4 separate regions of the Mus musculus genome follow, and regions 2, 3 and 4 are each linked to region 1. A link is a contact called in public promoter capture Hi-C data. All regions are on one chromosome and are shown on one strand. The core of a region is the stretch at or near the end of the contact, and the rest is flanking DNA. Distances in the headings are between cores, read along the strand shown.

Region 1 (4,541 bases), core at 1,483-3,982:
AGTGGCAAGTGAAAGCATTAGCCTAGAAACTAATGTGATAAACAATGTTTTTCCATCGTTCTCTAAATATTTTGTATGGCAAACTTGCCCTGTTAGTACTTCTGGCTAATTATAAAAGAGCTTCTACATCCAGACCTGTAAGTTGAACAGATACTCAATTTAAACTCAAATTTCTCTTTTCTTTCTTCGTTTTCTTTCTTTCTTCCTTCCTTTCTTTCTTTCTTCCTTTCTTTTCTTTCTTTCCTTCTTTCTTTTCTTTCTTTCTTTCTTTCTTTCTTTCTTTCTTTCTTTCATTTTTTGGCTTTTTTTTTTGGCCCAGGGTTTCTTTGTGTTGCCCTGGCTGTCCTGGAACTCACTCTGTAGACCAGGCTGGCCTTGAACTCAGAGATCCACTTGCCTCTGCCTCCTGAGTGCTGGAATTAAAGGTTTCTCACCACCATACCTTAGCTACAGCCACCACAACTTCTGCCTCAGCTGCTGCCACCACCACCGCAGCCATCACCACCAGCACCACTGCCACCTCCTCCTCCACCATGACGACCATGATGATGATCACCACCACCACCACCACCAGTATCAAATTTCTCCTTCAACCTACTGCTTGATTTAACTGGTAGTTAATGTCCTGAGGTATTTTAAGCAATCTAAAACACATTTCATGTGGTTAGTAGCATATGTTATAATTAACACTCTGCCCCTAAGACTAAATGTCTTACTACATAGTATATCAATTAATGATGTAATAAAAGCCCACGATGGAAAGTTGTTTGGAGAAAGAAGTCAATATAGGCATTATTTGGGGAACATTTGTGACTATTTTTAGCTCCTCGAAAGATACTTAATTCCTTGAGAAAGTTAAAAAATAAATAAAAAGGAGGAGAGGGGAACCTTCTGTATTTTAATTTCAATTAGAAAGTGGAAGGAGAGCCAATGTAAACAAAACAGCTGACAATATTATGGTTTACATTGTTGCTCGTCAAGACTGAATGTTCCCCAGTCTCTTCTGCAACTCTTCAAAGTTTCACTGGACTCCTTCTACTTCCACGGTGTCTCTTACGGTTGAAAAGGACCTTAGAAGCTGTTACCTGAGGTCATTTCTCTCATTTAAAGAATATGTCCAGTTATGTGTCAATTTAAAAAAAATGGGGCTGGAAAGATGATTCGGTGGACCTGAGTTTCCTGAGGACCTGAGTTCCATACCCAGTGCCCATATAAAAAGCTGGGCAAGGCAGGAAGCCATGTCTAACCCCAGCACTGTGGGGTTGGAGGCAGGAGCTCATTGGGGCCTGCTGGCCTTCAACATATTTCCTGGTTCAGGAAGAATAAAGGGGAGAGTGATAGAGCAGGCTACCAAATGTCTGCCCCATCTGACCTTAATACTCAACGCTGGGACCCCCTCTAGTGTCACACAAAGACTTCTTTTAAATGGGGAAATGGAGAACCATAAAGGTTAAATAGCTGATCTAAAGTCACAAAGGCTATCAGTGGTAGAAGTGACCTATAAACGCGACATGTGGATCTAGTAAACATAATTGATGCTTGCACCAAATTTTCCCATAATGCTACAAGGATACTACACTGACCCTGTCTCCCCCCTTCCTGTCCCCTTTTCTAAGATGTGAGATAGGGTTTCACTATGTATCTCCAGCTGATCTTGAACTTGTGATCCTCTCGTTTCATTTGTCCATGTGCTGGTATTACTTGTGTGTGGCAACACTTCTGGCTCCTATTGTTTTCTTATAAAAGAAATGAACTTTGACTTTTACCACAAAGACAGCTGTTTGAAGGACAGGTGCAGTTTCTAAGAGTGTGTGGGGAAGTGGGTGGGGGAAGGCAAGATGGTAGTTTCCCTCTGTAATCCAGAGAACTTGGTCAATAAACACTTCCCATAGGAAAGGAGAAAGAACAGAAAAGCTATGCCTCAAAACAGCATTGTAAAGTTCACCTTTATATTACTTGTTATAATTGCAGTTCTTATCACATGATCATTATTTCTGGCCAATACTCAACAATCCAGACAAGTACCTTCATATGATTTTGTGTCAAAAATTTCCAGAATTTTTCCTCCTAACGGCAAAAATACTATTAAAACTCAAAACGTCTACTAATTCTACACAAAATTATTTGTACAAATTATCCTAACATTTTTTTTTCTCCGCTGAGGAATTAAAAAAAAAAAAGTAACACCAACAATCCGCACGATGGGATATTTTTGTACAGAGGAGGGAACTTAAAACGCACACACAAGAGAAAGCAGAAAGTATGTTTTTGCGACAAACTTTCTTTCTTTTTCTGTTTTTAGAAGGAGAAAGTGGATGGAGATCAAAATGGAGACTGGGTACCAGGATGGATATCAGTGTCCCACTGAAGGGCCAAGGGAGAAGCTCTCGGAAGGCTGCTTTCCCCACTCCCGCTGGGTCCTCCCGCCGCACCTGCCAAGGCATCCCTAGTGGAGCATGCTGGGAACGGGCTAGGGCCCAGGCTAGGGCCCTGGCCTTCCCAGGGGAGGGAGGGAAGCAGTAGCTCTGGGTTGTGCTTGAAGTGGGGGCCGAGGTTTTGGCACTCACCGCATCTAGAACGGCTCCAGGGCAGGAAAGCGCTGCCTCACGAGGCTTGGACGTGAGAGGTCCAAGGCCCACTCTGTTACGCTCGGAACCAGGCTGCTCTAGACGCAGGCGGTATCCTCTCGTTGGTGTCATTAATGACGGAGCAACAGAGGAAGCTGACGAGGGTGGGGGCGGGGCGGGGCGGGGTGGGGCGGGGCGAGAGCTGGGAACGGCGTGGGGGGCGGGCTCCGTGAGACTCGGAAAGGGCCCGCCCCGACATGCTCAGCTGTACCCAATGGGATGCCCCGAGGGGCGTGCGTGTTTTAAGGCCCGCCCACGCTCCCTTCCTCGGTCTGCCTACGGGCGTGGAAACTGCCGGAGTGCGGAAGAGAGCTGCTGCTTACCTGATGTAGATTTCTAGATCATTCCTCTAACCTACTCTAATGTGTTGGTACCCTTGTGGTGACAAGAAGGTAATTCCTCCCAGTATTCCTGGCCTGGAACCAAAATGCAAGTCATTGAAATTGTCATCGCTTTGGGGAGCAAGAATTGGCTGTGGTTACACGGGTGGTAGGTTTCGAAGCCACATAGCCTAGAAGTGATCCTTCAGCCAAGTGCTTTGCTATCCTGGAGAAGTGACTTCATTTTCACGCTGCCTCTGTTCCTTCCTTTGTTGTGTTTGGAAAATATCTCACAGGTTATCAGTTAGTGTACATAACTCCCCTAGCAAAAGGTGAAGTGTAAAGTAAGCATTCAGTAAATGTTGGTTCTGTGTATTCCACCCTGTATTGCTAGCAGATAGTGCCAGGATGCAATAAGCAAATATTTGAGGAGTTAATGAGTGTTAGAAATACAGATGGAGAACCAAGCCCAGTACAGGATAAGGGGTGCTTTCAAAGGGCTAGCCAATAAGTCAAATGCAGAGTTGAGTGTAGACTCCAGGTCAAAGTAGGACTACAGAACCCCCCAATAAATACCTAGTCTCATTTTTTTTGTTTGTTTTGTTTTTTGTTTTTTCGAGACAGGATTTCTCTGTATAGCCCTGGCTGTCCTGGAACTCACATTATTATTATTATTATTAACAGAAATTATTATTCTGTAGACCAGGCTGGCCTCAAACTCGGAAATCCACCTGCCTCTGCCTCCAAAGTGCTGGGGTTAAAGGCATGCACCACCACTAGCCGGCATACCTAGTCTCTTGAAGTGCTCTTTTGTAGCTGGTGCTATTCGGTCACACTTGTAATGCCAACACTAGGGAGGCCAAGGTAGAAGGACTAGCAGTTAAAGGCCAGCCTTATAGCTATTCAAAAGGTTCTGTCACTAGATTTGGTTCGGGGAACACCGAGAAGTGACTTGGGCCTGAATTCCTGGAAACTCATACATTTGAGTGGTGACTGGCAATGCCTTAAGTACAATGGAAAGTTCAGGAAGTCTTGTAATGACATCTAGATTGCAAGAAATTACTATTCTGGCAGTAGTATCTTAATCGGGGTGTCATATTCCTGACAAACCTTGCTTTTCTTTTTTTGGGGGGTGGCATGTTTGTGTTTGAGCTAAACACATTCCCAGTGTTCAGTGCTGTTTACAAGGCAAAGACAAATGGAGTGGTTCTGTCTGTGTCCTGCACATATTCTACACGGGCCTGGTTTTTCTGCAGCAGGCCTTTGAAGAGGGCTTTGTCTTTGTGCTATGCATTAAGTGCCTTTCCTTTTTCCTCTTCACGGCTGGCATCCAATTTATCCATATCACAAACAAACAAACAAACAAAAAAACCAAACACCACCTCATATTCTTCCACAAACTCTTTGGCCCACATCTTCCTCATCTTTTCCCTCAGCATCTGCCTTCTGTTTCTCCAGAGACTTGTGAAAGTCATGAATGGGAACACTGTTGGACTACTTTGTTTCAGTCTCTCCAGTAATCCCTTCTCAGTGGCACTGTGAATATCAGTGCCTCTCCCCTCTCTTCTCTTCTTCCTTTTTCCTTTTTTTTTCC
Region 2 (4,545 bases), core at 1,021-3,520, 1.4 Mb before region 1:
ACGAGCACAAAATTTACCTAGGTTCACTGTGGGGTATCCATGAGGTAGGAGCAGCTATTAAGTGATTTATGAAACTTAAAGAATTATGAGGGTGAGAGGCAGAGAAATGGCTTTGCATGCAGACTTGTCAACCTGAGTTTGATTCCCAGATCCTACAAGGGTTCCCAGATCCAGAAGTGACTGCCTTCAGATTGTCCTCTGTCCTCTGACCTCCACGCATAGCCTGCACTCACCAACTCAAACCACACACAAACATATCAAACTACATTAATTCTTTTTTATGCTTTGTTTGATGAGACAGTATCTTACTACGTGGCCCAAGTTAGCCTCAAACTCACAGATTCCCCCTGCCTTAGCCTTCCAGGGGTTAGCATTACAAGCACACGCTGCCAAGGCAGCTCTATCACTTCTCTAAATAAGGCACTCCCACAAGCTGTCTTCTGACCTCCACATTTGTACCATGGAGCCTGCATAGAACTAAAGACAAATTTAAAAATAAATAAGTTCCTAGGCCTGCTAGTGCACACATTTCATTCCAGCACTCAGGAGCCAGAGGTAGGCCAATTTATGACTTCAAGGCCAGCTTAGTCTACATAGCGGATTCCAGGCAAGCAAAGGCTAAATATTAAGACCCTGTCTCAATTACAAATCAACCAACCAAGTAAATAAATGGGTGTGCCCTCCATATGCACATGCATGAACAAGTGCACACACACATGTATGCATGCACACCACATACACTGAGCATCTATCTATATATGTATGTATGTGTATATATATATATATATATATATATATATAAAGTTTGTATACCACACTAGTAAAAACCATGCAAAGTAAATGAGCCCTGTATGACCTTAGGCAAGGCATTACCAGAAGCCACCACAATTCTTTTAGTCATCTTACCTTGGACACATAGTAGCGATTGACTCCAGAGATACGTCTATCGCGTTCCATCAGATACCACTGGTACTGAACACGAGCAACTCGTTTTTCCTTTAAATAAAGGACAAGGCAGTTTATAAATATAAGTGACCCAGTAAAAAGATATACCCCACAATTTTTCTTAAATGACATACTAGAGGCTGAAGAGATAGCTCAGAGGGGAAGGGTACCTGCCTGCTATTCTTGGGTGCTCAACTGGCTTCCCAGCACCAAGTTGGTTGGATTTTATTTGGGGGGGGGAGGGGTCATAACTGCAAGTCCAGGAGAGATTCAATACCCTCTTCTACTCTTCATGGGTGCACACAGACAGCAGCAGACACATACATAGATAGTAAATCTTGACAAAGTTAAAACAAAAGCTAAATGACTAATACAAAGCCAAAATCTCCTAAATGAAACCAGACCATGATGGCAACTGACTTCTCAGCCTTCTCCCTTTTTGAGTTGGGGGAGGGGACCAACACCACTGATTTTTTTCCTTTATCCTCCTCCCCCTCTCAACTACTTCTTTTTTTTTTTTTTTTTTTTTGAGACGGGGCTTCACTGTAGTAGTACCAGCTTTCCTGGACTTGACTGCTCTTTGCTCCTGCAGTGGACTGGATTCGTGGCACCCACTTCTGCTGCCTCCTAGCCTCCTTTAACTACTAGTTCCAAGAGACCCGGGGACCTCTCTTGATCTCCGCGGGCTCCTGCACTCAAAGGCACAAATACATCCACCAAAATCAATTAAACAGTGTCCGCAAGGAGATGAACGATGGGAAGGAGCGGGGACATGACTAACACCTTTCTCCCTCTGCCTAGGAACCAGGGCCCAACTCTTGTCATCTACCTTGCTAACTGCCGAATAGATTTTGCCTTTTGGGCCACTCCTCCTCAGCCCTCAAACTGGCTATGTTTTACTAAAGTTAAAAGGTGGAATCCCAAGTCTCCGCGTTCAGGCAACATTAAGAGGAGGATCCCCCTTAGATGGCTTCTTCTTCACAGAGCGAAGGCGCATCCAAACGGCCACCGTCCCCCACCATAAATGGCCCCCGTCCCCCACCGTCCCCCACCCGCGGCCGAGTCGGCCGCCTTACCTTGCCCCCGTTGGTGAATTTGTGGATGTACGCAGTGGACACCCCGGGGATGACCAAGCACACCCCCATAATGGCGAGGCCAGGGAGAATCTCGAACCACATCTCCGCACCGTTACTCGCACGCCAACCCGTCACCGGCTCCTCAGAGGTGACCCGGCTTTACCTCTCTTCCGGCAGCACGCGGGAGGGGCGGTGCCCCGTACGGCTCCGGAGGAGGAAGCGACGGTGGCTGTGGGGGCCCAAAAGTGACTGGCGTTCGCGGTCCAGCAAGCGTTCCCGGACAGGATTCTTTCTGTCGTCCTACTCCTCCTATCTGATCCGCTGCATCAGAGACCACCACGGAGTGTGACGACGCGAAGCGGTCCCGGACGTCGCGGCAGTTTCAGAACTTGGGGATCTCTAAATGGCGGAGCAACTTTCTCCCGGGAATTCTACCCGTCAGGTGTGCACGTTCCTCTTCAAAAAGCCTGGGCGGAAAGGAGCGGCGGGCCGCCGAAAGCGCCGGCTCTGTGATGCAGGCTCCGGGGACAGCTGCAGCAGCAGTGATGAAGGCAGCTCTGTGGTCCGCCCGGAGAAGAAGCAAGCGACCCACAATCCGATGATCCAGAAGACGCGTGGCAGCGCTAAACAGAAGGCAACCTATGGCGGCTTGAGTAGCGAGGACGAGAATGAACCGGAGGGTCTCGGCGTCGTCTACAAGTCTACCCGTTCGGCAAAACCCGTGGGGCCCGAGGATATGGGGGCGACCGCCGTCTACGAACTGGACACTGAGAAGGATCGAGATGCACAGTCCATCTTTGAGCGGAGCCAGAAGATCCAGGAGGAGCTGAGGGGCAAGGAAGATGACAAGATCTATCGGGGAATCAATAATTATCAGAAGTACGTGAAGCCCAAGGATACATCCATGGGCAATGCTTCCTCCGGGATGGTGAGGAAAGGCCCTATCCGAGCTCCTGAGCATCTACGTGCCACCGTGCGCTGGGATTACCAGCCCGATATCTGTAAGGACTACAAGGAGACTGGTTTCTGCGGCTTCGGGGACAGCTGCAAATTCCTCCATGATCGTTCAGATTACAAGCACGGGTGGCAGATCGAACGTGAGCTTGATGAGGGTCGCTATGGTGTCTATGAGGACGAAAACTACGAAGTGGGAAGCGATGATGAGGAAATACCATTCAAGTGTTTCATCTGTCGCCAGACCTTCCAAAATCCAGTTGTCACCAAGTGTAGGCATTATTTCTGCGAGCGCTGTGCATTGCAGCATTTCCGTACCACCTCACGCTGCTATGTCTGTGACCAGCAGACCAATGGCGTCTTTAATCCAGCCAAAGAACTGATTGCTAAACTGGGAAAGCATCGAGCTGAAGCAGAGGGTGGTGTTTCTGATTCTCTAGAAGACATAGAGGAGAGTCCAGTTTCCATTATTTAGACTTTCCATAATTCTCAGTCTCAAAATAAATGTTTTGTTGTTTCTTAAAATCTTTTCTTTCTTTCTTTCTAAAGGGAAGTGGCAGAGAAGGTAGGCGATGGAGTAGGGCTCCAGAGGAAAAGCTTCAAGATAGGTATTATCTGGAATTCTAGACCTGAAATAACTTCCATGACTATAGCATAGGTCATGTGGATGGGAGAAGTTCATGAACAATGCTAGGATTTACGTAAGGGAACCCAAGTCGGGATGACATCAAGAACTGATTCTATTATATCACATTTGAATAGTTTAGAAATTACTCTGATGCTTTATCTGTTGGTACAAGTGCTGTTTTCAAATGCACATTTGGAGGGCTTGAGTTGGTCCTCGATCTCTTTGAGGGTGTTTCTTGCAGTCTTTGGGAAATTGTCCATGCTCTCTTTGAAGCACCTATAGGTAACCCCCGTTTCCACTGACGATGGAAATGCTCTCTGTCGAGCTGTCCAGTATGCTAGATTCTATTCTCATGTGGCTGTCAGGTACCTGAAATGTGCAGATGGCCACTGAATTGGATGTTGTACTGAACTTGGAGATAGCGAAAAGCCTAATGCTTTATAATCTATAATCTGAAACTATCCCTGTCCTCATAGACTCCAATGGGACTAATCACACCTTGTTAAAATTAGTGTACCTGTATTCACAATTGTTTGGGATCTAGCTTAGTGCTTGGTATATGATAAGAAACTGATAAGAGGCAAACGTTTTAAGATGGGGAATTTAGACCAAATCCCACACTGAAGGAATCTCTAGGTAACGGGGGGATGAAAATGACAAATACATTTGGTTAACATTCCTGAGAGGCAGGGAGGACAGGCCAGAAGACCAGTCAATATTTTAATGGTAAAACTCAGACTGGGTTGATGTAAGAAAACAGGTAAATATAGCCGGGCGTGGTGGCGCACGCCTTTAATCCCAGCACTTGGGAGGCAGAGGCAGGCGGATTTCTGAGTTCGAGGCCAGCCTGGTCTACAAAGTGAGTTCCAGGACAGCCAGAGCTATACAGAGAAACCCTGTCTCGGAAAACCAAAAAAAAAAAAAAAAAAAAGAAAACAGGTA
Region 3 (3,932 bases), core at 1,075-3,574, 1.5 Mb before region 1:
TTATTGGTCAGGGGAGTCCAAGAGCCTCCCCAAACATTATAGGCTAGGACCTAGATGATACACATTGGCTCTGACTTGAAAGCTGCCTCCCTGAGGACTAGCAATTGTGGTACCAGAAGTTGCCATACAAAATTCCAGAACAACCAATAGTCATGCCAGCAATGACAGCTAAGAACTTCAACATCAACCAGCACAGCATGATATTTCTAAGGGTGCAGGAGGGGCATGAATATCCTACTACCAGCAGATCTCTATTTGGCTGCATCCTCTCTTAGATGAGCCTGCCTACCTTTGAGTCTGGCTTGTTATCCATCGTTTCTGCTTGTATTTTGATCCCTGCTTGCCTCAAACCTTTTTCTATCCCTTTTTTCATTCCACCCCATAATCTTTTTATTCATCCTTTTCTTCCTTACATTTTCATTCATCCTCAAATAAAATAAGGCCTGCTCAACAAGAAGGAAATGATACCTCGTACCAGAAACCCAGCCAACTACCCAGGGCTACTGATGAATTTATCTTTGCACAGAATCTACAACCACCACTTTACTAAACCAGCACAGTTTTAACTGTATTATAAATATTTATCCTTACACCCATATATACAAGTGTAACAATCACCCCTCATTAAAGAAACTTATCTTTACAAAAGACAGAGAGCACCACACAGAAAAATCAAATTTGGTGGAGCTATTCATGTGACTACTCAATGAAATATGTACTGCACCCATCACAGAGAACAAGTAATCCTGTGGTGCCCAGCCCAGACTGATCCATATGCAACCTAACCCTTGCATCTATGGCTCAGGGATCATGGAGGAAGGGAGTGGGCAGAAAGAGTGTAAGAGACCAAGAAGTTTGCTCTCAGACTGCATCCCCTAGAAATGTCAGAGAAACTATGAAGTCTCAGCAACATGGCTACTTAAGCAAGACCTGACAAGGATGACACCAGAAGATAGATTATGGGAAAATCTCACGAGGCTCTAACCCTAGACAAAGAACTACAGGCAACTAGGTAATGCTGAGAGCCAGGAGAAATAGTCTTCCCTCAGCTGATTATCCAATACCAAATGGTCGGTCCTGAAATCATAAACATACGGTTAATATATGCTCTGAGCAGGTTATTGTAACAGGGCTCTAGACCTTAGTAGGTCCCCAGACCTTAGCACAACTGACTCCATGATGGAAGTACCATTCAGGCTGCAACATTCAGCATGTAGACAGTATCACCTGCCAAAACAAAAGACAAAAGATCAAAGTACATAGTTCTGGGAATATTCCTAAAGGTACTGACCTTCCCTGTTGGCTTCTGTAGTTTCACTTTTGGACATGTTCTTGTTAACTGAAGTATATCAACACAGGACGTGTGTGTGTGTGTGTGTGTGTGTGTGTGTGTGTGTGTGTGTGCGCGCGCAACTTTTTTTTTCGAGACAGGGTTTCTCTGTGTAGCCCTGGTTGTCCTGGAACTCACTCTGTGGACCAGGCTGGCCTTGAACTCAGAAATCCTCCTGCCTCTGCCTCCCAAGTGCTGGGATTAAAGGCATGGGCCACCACCGCCCCGGCGTGTGTGACTTTCTATTGGCTAAAACCCATATCTAAGTAGTCTTCTCTGGTGAAAACATTACAACAGCTATAGTTACAGGTACATGTAATGACAAATAAAGAAAAAGAGGCAATGAGTTTAAAAGAGCAAGAGGAGGCACGCAGGAATGGTTGGAGGTAGAAAGGGGAAAATGACACAATTACATTTCAATTTCAAAAAAATTAAAAACAAAATTAATATTTGAATGCTCTTTTGCCTAAAAATACTTAATACATACAACTATTAATCGTCTACCTTATATTTTGCTGGGCTAGTGTATGATGGACTAGTTGAAGGGGCTTGATAACTTCGTTTTGTGGGACATTTGTAGAGATGGGTGGCTTGAACCTACGTACTAAGATTTTCCTCTGGGTCGCTAAATTAATCGGAGTATAACAGACTGAAGTTATCAGAATGTATGCTTTCTAAGTGAACTGGACAACAATGATCTTAGATTAAAGCTTAACCCTAATCATGATCTTTTGTTTGCTTGGGATTAAAAAAAAAAGAGTGGGAGTGGGGGTTATAATACATACACAGATTCATACGCGCACACTATACAGGCAAAGATCGTCCCACACTAAATAAAGGGAGAATTGGCGGTGTTGCTTATATGGCTACTCAATGAAATACTTGTCTCATTCATCGCAATGTTCTTTCAGGCATCCAGTGCGGTTTAGGTTTCAGAAACCTCACTAGGAACTGGATGAGAGCGTAGCCTCAGTTTCCTGGCCGGCTTCTATATAGAGGTACACAAATCCCTTCCTGTTGGCGGCAAGGACTCTGGGTCCGGGGGAAGGGGTTTACCGCTGTACACGGAACTGTTTCCAAGTTGGTTTTTTTGTTTGTTTGTTTGTTTGCTTGCTTTTTTTCGGATTTGGTCGGCTGCAAGCTCTAGGACCCTAGGTGTCCGGGACCTTTGGGGGTCGCGAGAGCGCCTCCTTGTCCCGCCCCTTGGTAGCTTCAGCTTCCCCCACCATGGCTCCTGTATCGGGCTCGCGTAGCCCTGAACGGGAGGCCTCCGGGGCGAAGCGTCGCAGTCCATCGCGGAGCCCCAAATCCATCAAATCTTCCCGCTCCCCGCGGTGTCGCCGGTCTCGCTCGCGCTCTTGTTCTCGGTTCGGCGACCGGAATGGCCTCAGTCATTCGCTGAGTGGCTTCAGCCAAAGCTCCCGAAACCAATCTTACCGCTCCCGCTCTCGATCGCGCTCTCGCGAACGGCCCTCGGCACAGCGGAGCGCCCCGTTTGCTTCTGCATCCTCGTCCGCCTATTACGGCGGCTACTCGCGTCCCTACGGGGGCGACAAGCCATGGCCTAGCCTGCTGGACAAGGAAAGGGAGGAGAGTCTCCGGCAGAAGTGAGTGAAATCGCCGCACCCTCTCTTGGGTCATTCTGCCTGCCTTTGAGTCCAGCTTGTTCATTGTTTCTGTTTTATTTCGCTTCCCATCCGCCTCGCACCTTTTTCATCTCTTTCTTCAGTTCACCCCGTGACCTTTTTTATTTATCCTTTCTAACTTACATTTTCATTCATCCCTAGACTCCTTCATAAGAGGCCCTGGTTTCCCACTACCTACTTACCCCTACTGGGAAAGTAAGAGGCTATTGTATGCCTTGGTGTCATTATCCGTGCACCTGTCTTTATTCCTCACTAAACGGAAATAGAGGTTTGTGACTTTTATTGATCACAGAATTAGTAGTGCCTGCCTCTTGGTAGGCATGGCAGCTGTTTCTTGTTGCATGAACAAACAGAAAAAATTGAGACAAGAGGATATTTCAGTGGAAACGTTTTGCAGTGAACTGGGAAGTATTGTAATTAAGTATATGTATTGGTTTTGAGGGAAAAGAATAATTAGATGAGGCTATGTTGGGAAAAGTCTTGGCAAGTGGTCTCAGCCGTGTTGACCATGCAAACCAATGTGGGAATGAGATTGGATTTCCTCTAATGGAATTCTTAGTTTAAAAAGACTCACAAATCTTTAGTAGCAACAACTGTGAGACTCTTGAGGCAAGTCAGAACACTCATTCTCATCGACGTAGCAAATTTACGGCCGCCTTGGTCTACATGAGGCCATGCCTCAAGACATATTTAAATTCAAAAGCTGGGCATGCATGATGTCTCACTCCTGTAATCCTAGCGTTCAGGAAGCCGAGGTAGGACTGTCACAAGTAATTCGAGGCCAGCCTGTACTACAGAGTTAATTCAAGGTAGGCCTGAGGTAGAGTGATATCCTGAGAGAGGCTCATGTTGCTGCATTAGTCATAGTATCTGATATGTATGAAGTTTATTATGCTTGTTAAAAATTAGGTCTTAGGCCCTGTACCATGTGTTTCAAAATGGTAAAATTTCAAGTA
Region 4 (4,098 bases), core at 1,233-3,732, 1.5 Mb before region 1:
AGAGTTGTACCTGTACAAAGAGAAGCCACCAGTTACAAGGTGGGTTGGTCACAACAAACCTGCTCCTCTAGCAGAGTCAGACTTTCAGAGGAACAAGAGAATTTATTTAAAGCGCTTGCTAGAGCATAAAAGGACTTACAGTAAGTAGCAGAGCTAAGCTAACCAGTCTCTGAACTGTTCATGTCAAGGTGTCACGATTTTTACCCCAAAAGCAAAAATCAGAAACAACCAACATGGCTTTTCTTTCAGCAGGATAATGGCAGTACTCCCACAAAATGAAGCACTGTAATTGCTACCTGCTTTTCTTTCAAAGTTACCTATAAAGGTGGCACACACCTGTAACCTCAGCACTTACTTGGAAGGTTGGAGCAGATTAGCCAGCCTGGGCTAAACAAGACTGTTTCAAAAAGCAAAAGACTACCCGGTAAAGCATCTAAGGTCCGCTGCCTAGTGCTTCAAAGCTTTCCTTAGCACTCTATGGGGGTGGGGGGGAACCAAAGTTTGAAAGTCTAGTCCTGACTGCAAGTAAAGTCTCTAAATACATGTACCATACCAGAAGACAGAAGATAGTAATTAACTCGAATGTAAGGCTAGAGTGGGTTGTTGATATCAAGCTTAAGTGGCTAAATTAAGAACAAGGAGGCTCACTTTTTGCCCCAGCAGAGCCACACCCAGATTTTTACTAATCCCAAAACTGGGCAATGCTTATCTTTAATCCCAGCATGTTGGGAAAAACCAATTCCCACCAACTGTCCTCTGACCACATGTGGGCCTGCATCCCCCACACCACAGAAAGAACTCAGAAAGGCGCTTCCCTTGCCTGGGGGAGACCCTGGGTTCGATCCCTTCCACCTCTCTCAAAGACCCAGCTGGTCCTGAGCTCAACTCTGGTTGCAGGAAAGAACACTCCTGCCAGAATAGTCAAATCCCTTGAAGCCTTCCTAGGGAAATTAGGAAGCATTTATAAAAGGTTTGTGGAGGGATTTCGGGGGCTAAGTAAGCTAGTCACTACCAAGGAGCCTCATGACCTGAGCTAGAGCCCCAAGACCCATTTGATGAATGGAGAAGTGTTTCCTCCCAGTTCTCAACCCCGTGCTCCCAACCCAAACAAAAGGAAAAACATTTCAAAAGGGAGTCCCCAGCACACTAATTGACTGGGGTGGACCGTACTTTGCAACTGTGTATCTCCATGCCCAAAGTTACTTAAAACATAACGATTTCCAAGCCGGACAAGAGAAGGCTTACCTGATTTTGTTACCAGTTTTCATCCGGATCCACTGAGGAATAGGGCGATTTTGCTTTTGTTTCTTGGCCAGGAATCGCTTGATTCGGAAAGTCTTGTGAGAAGACTACGAGGAGATGCAACCAGCTTAGTGACACCACAGCCTAGTCTCTTGATTCAGTCACAAATTCCAACAAACTAACATCAGGCCTGCAGAACATACACCCAGGAAAAGCTCCCCGACCTCGAACCACCAAGTCCTTTATCCTCATCACTTCTCTGGAGGAAGAGTTAATGGCTTAAACATGGCTCATAATCAGCACCAAGTTTCTAAGCCCAGGTCCTGTCTGACCTATAAACTGGCTGTCTGCTGGGCTCCAGCGATGAAACACGGAATAGCTGGAGTAGGAGAGGAAACGGACTTACTGGAACAAGGATGGCTTGAGGTTAGGCAAACCCTGGCCAGTTTTAAGTCAATGACACTAGGTACTGTACTCTGTAAGTCTTATCTACCTCCAAGTGACATTGCTGGCTAACCTAAGATTACGGAGCCCTAGACACTCCGTAGGCAAACACCATTACATAAAAAAATGCAACGAAGGCCAAGCGCACTCGTCCCCCTAGACCAGTTGGAGGTTTTATTTAACAAATTCAGATACTAAACCCACTTTGTACCTAGACGCCCATAAGCATAATCTTGCCAGTAGGCAATGACTGATGCGCTGTTAGCAGACGCCTCCAAGGAGTGACGCGCTAACTTCTGAAGGGATCTCAAAGTTCTGTTAACCCTTACTGTGGACATCTCGCTGTGCAAATGGCGATTCATGCTCTTCGATCAGGGACAATCTAAGAGTGGTCCCAAGCCTCTCGTTCTGCCCCCCCCCCATCATGAAGATCACCGTCAGCCCCAGGCTATATGAAACAAGAATACTTTGCACCCCTTGCCAGGCTGCAGGAAGAGCGTTCTCATCCTGCAAGGGTAAATGGACTTGATAATTTCATGCCGCGCCCACAGGCCGATAGGTGTCCCAGCTCCAAAAACGAACACTAAAACCCTGAAAAATACACCCAGCCCTCAATGCTGCGCATGTCTGCCACAAAGGCACAGCGGTCTGTGGCCTCAGGAAAGCCGCTGAGGGACGGATGGCGGCCGATAGTCTTACCATGGCGAGAAGCCGAATCAAGAATAGCGCGCACGATGGCGGAGGAATGGAGAAGAGAAAGGCCGGGACCGGAAGAACGCGATTAGAAGAAGTCGCTAGAGGCGGAGCTTAGGGGGGGATGGATGACTCGCAGCGTCCTCCCTAGCTCCACCCCTGCGCTCCCATGGGGCCGTGGGAACCCAAACCGGTTTATAGAGAACGTAATTCCGAGGCCTCCGCGTCCATGCCTGTTCCTGCAGGTGATCATCATTGTGCTGAGGGCCACAGCCTTGGTGGCCATGGTAGGTGGCCTTTGAGAAGTAACCAAGTAAACCCTTAGCAAACACCTGGAAACGGAGTAGGCGGGACCAACTCTGAGGAGGGCGGGAAAAGGCCTACATCACTTCCAGAGCTGCAACTCCCCCCGCTTCTGCGAGAGGGGCGGGGCTTAGGGTTGGCGATGCACCCTGGAAGGGAGGAAGATGGGGCTGCAGACATCTTTTAATGACTAACTTCACTATTATAGAGAATCCAAGTTCCATTCACAGCACCCATATCAGGCAGCTTACAACCCTCCAGCTCTAGGGGGTAACATGTCTCTGACTTCCAGGGGCACCTACACTTATGATTTACAGGTACACGTCCCCATGTAAACACACACGGACCCATTATCAATAGTACCTAAAAATACTTGATTAAAAGGGAGGCGGAGCTAGAGAGATGGCTCAGCGGTTACGAGCACCATCTGCTCTTCCCGAGGTCCTGAGTTCAGTTCCCAGCAACCACATGGTGGTTCACAACCATCTGTAGTGAATAACTACAGTGTGCTCATATAAATAAAATAAATATGTAAATCTTAAGAAAAAAAAAAGGCGCCGGAAAGTGGTGGTGCACGCCTTTAATCCCAGCACTTGGGAGGCAGACAGACCTCTGAGTTTGAGACCATCCTGGTTTACTCACACGAGTTCCAGGACAGCCAAAGATACACAGAGAAACTCTGTCTCCGGTGGGGTAAAAATCCCATATACCAGGGCCAGGGGAATCGTTAGTAGATAAAAGCACCAGTTACGCAATCCTGCCAACTTATAGTTCAAGTCCCAAAAAGTGAAGATACAGGGCGTGGTGGCCTACACTTTTAATCTTAGCACTTGAAGCAGAAGGATCAATATCTCTGAGCTCAAGGCCAGCCTAGTCTATATACTGAGCTTCCAGCCAGTCAGGATTACTACATATAGACCCTGTCGCTAAATAAATAAATAAATAAATAAGTACTCCTATGTATCTGCAACCCTAAGATTCCTACCGCACAATAGAAGGTGGAGACAGGAGAGAAAGTCCTGGAAGATTGAGGGCCAGCTAGCCTGGAGTATTTAACACAGCAACAGAAACAAGGCAAACCCTGTCTCAAAAAGGTGGAAGGTAAGAACTACTTCTCTTTGACATCTGCTCAACTGCTGTGTAAATAAAACAGAAAGTCAGGTATAGTTGTGTACCCCTATGAGGTCCCTATGAGGCAGACGCCAGAAGATCATAAATTGTGAGCTAGCCTAGGTTATATATTGAGACCTTACTTCTAAAAGGTAAACTATAGAAAGAGCACATCATAGAACAACAAGAAGCTGAAAACTAAAGATAATACCTGTGGATATCATAAAAAGTTAAAGATTCCTTTTATCAGTGCCAACTTATTCTCAGAACTACCTTGTGTATGTCGTTCCGGGGGAGGGGATGAGA

The links. Promoter capture Hi-C pulls out the DNA fragments that hold promoters and counts their contacts.
Region 2: a promoter capture Hi-C map of erythroid cells shows a contact between it and region 1, with 34 times the contacts expected there. The contact joins the promoter of Ndufa1 here to the promoter of C1galt1c1 in region 1. A contact is called at or near these places in 3 of 39 promoter capture datasets (erythroid cells, liver and pre-B cells).
Region 3: a promoter capture Hi-C map of erythroid cells shows a contact between it and region 1, with 39 times the contacts expected there. The contact joins the promoter of Nkap here to the promoter of C1galt1c1 in region 1. A contact is called at or near these places in 2 of 39 promoter capture datasets (embryonic stem cells and erythroid cells), 2 of 115 datasets of contacts at active chromatin or transcription factors (astrocytes and microglia) and 1 of 9 other capture datasets (adipose tissue).
Region 4: a promoter capture Hi-C map of erythroid cells shows a contact between it and region 1, with 37 times the contacts expected there. The contact joins the promoter of Rpl39 here to the promoter of C1galt1c1 in region 1.

Annotation. Positions count from the first base shown.
Region 1 is chrX:38,632,411-38,636,951 of GRCm38.p6, forward strand. It overlaps C1galt1c1 (C1GALT1-specific chaperone 1), which reads right to left and starts at 2,733. Exons shown (of 2, transcript NM_021550.3): 1 at 2,568-2,733. Gm52440 (a long non-coding RNA gene) reads left to right here and starts at 2,878. Exons shown (of 2, transcript XR_003953098.1): 1 at 2,878-3,019. It also overlaps the pseudogene Gm18436.
Region 2 is chrX:37,188,968-37,193,512 of GRCm38.p6, forward strand. It overlaps Ndufa1 (NADH:ubiquinone oxidoreductase subunit A1), which reads right to left and starts at 2,271. Exons shown (of 3, transcript NM_019443.2): 1 at 2,022-2,271; 2 at 907-996. The coding sequence starts at 2,123. Rnf113a1 (ring finger protein 113A1) reads left to right here and starts at 2,255. Exons shown (of 1, transcript NM_153503.2): 1 at 2,255-3,500. The coding sequence starts at 2,425. The coding sequence ends at 3,450.
Region 3 is chrX:37,124,439-37,128,370 of GRCm38.p6, forward strand. Nkap (NFKB activating protein) reads left to right here and starts at 2,325. Exons shown (of 9, transcript NM_025937.4): 1 at 2,325-2,937. The coding sequence starts at 2,558.
Region 4 is chrX:37,082,740-37,086,837 of GRCm38.p6, forward strand. It overlaps Rpl39 (ribosomal protein L39), which reads right to left and starts at 2,483. Exons shown (of 3, transcript NM_026055.2): 1 at 2,386-2,483; 2 at 1,246-1,349; 3 at 1-10. The coding sequence starts at 2,388. It overlaps Snora69 (small nucleolar RNA, H/ACA box 69), which reads right to left and starts at 294; the gene lies at 173-294.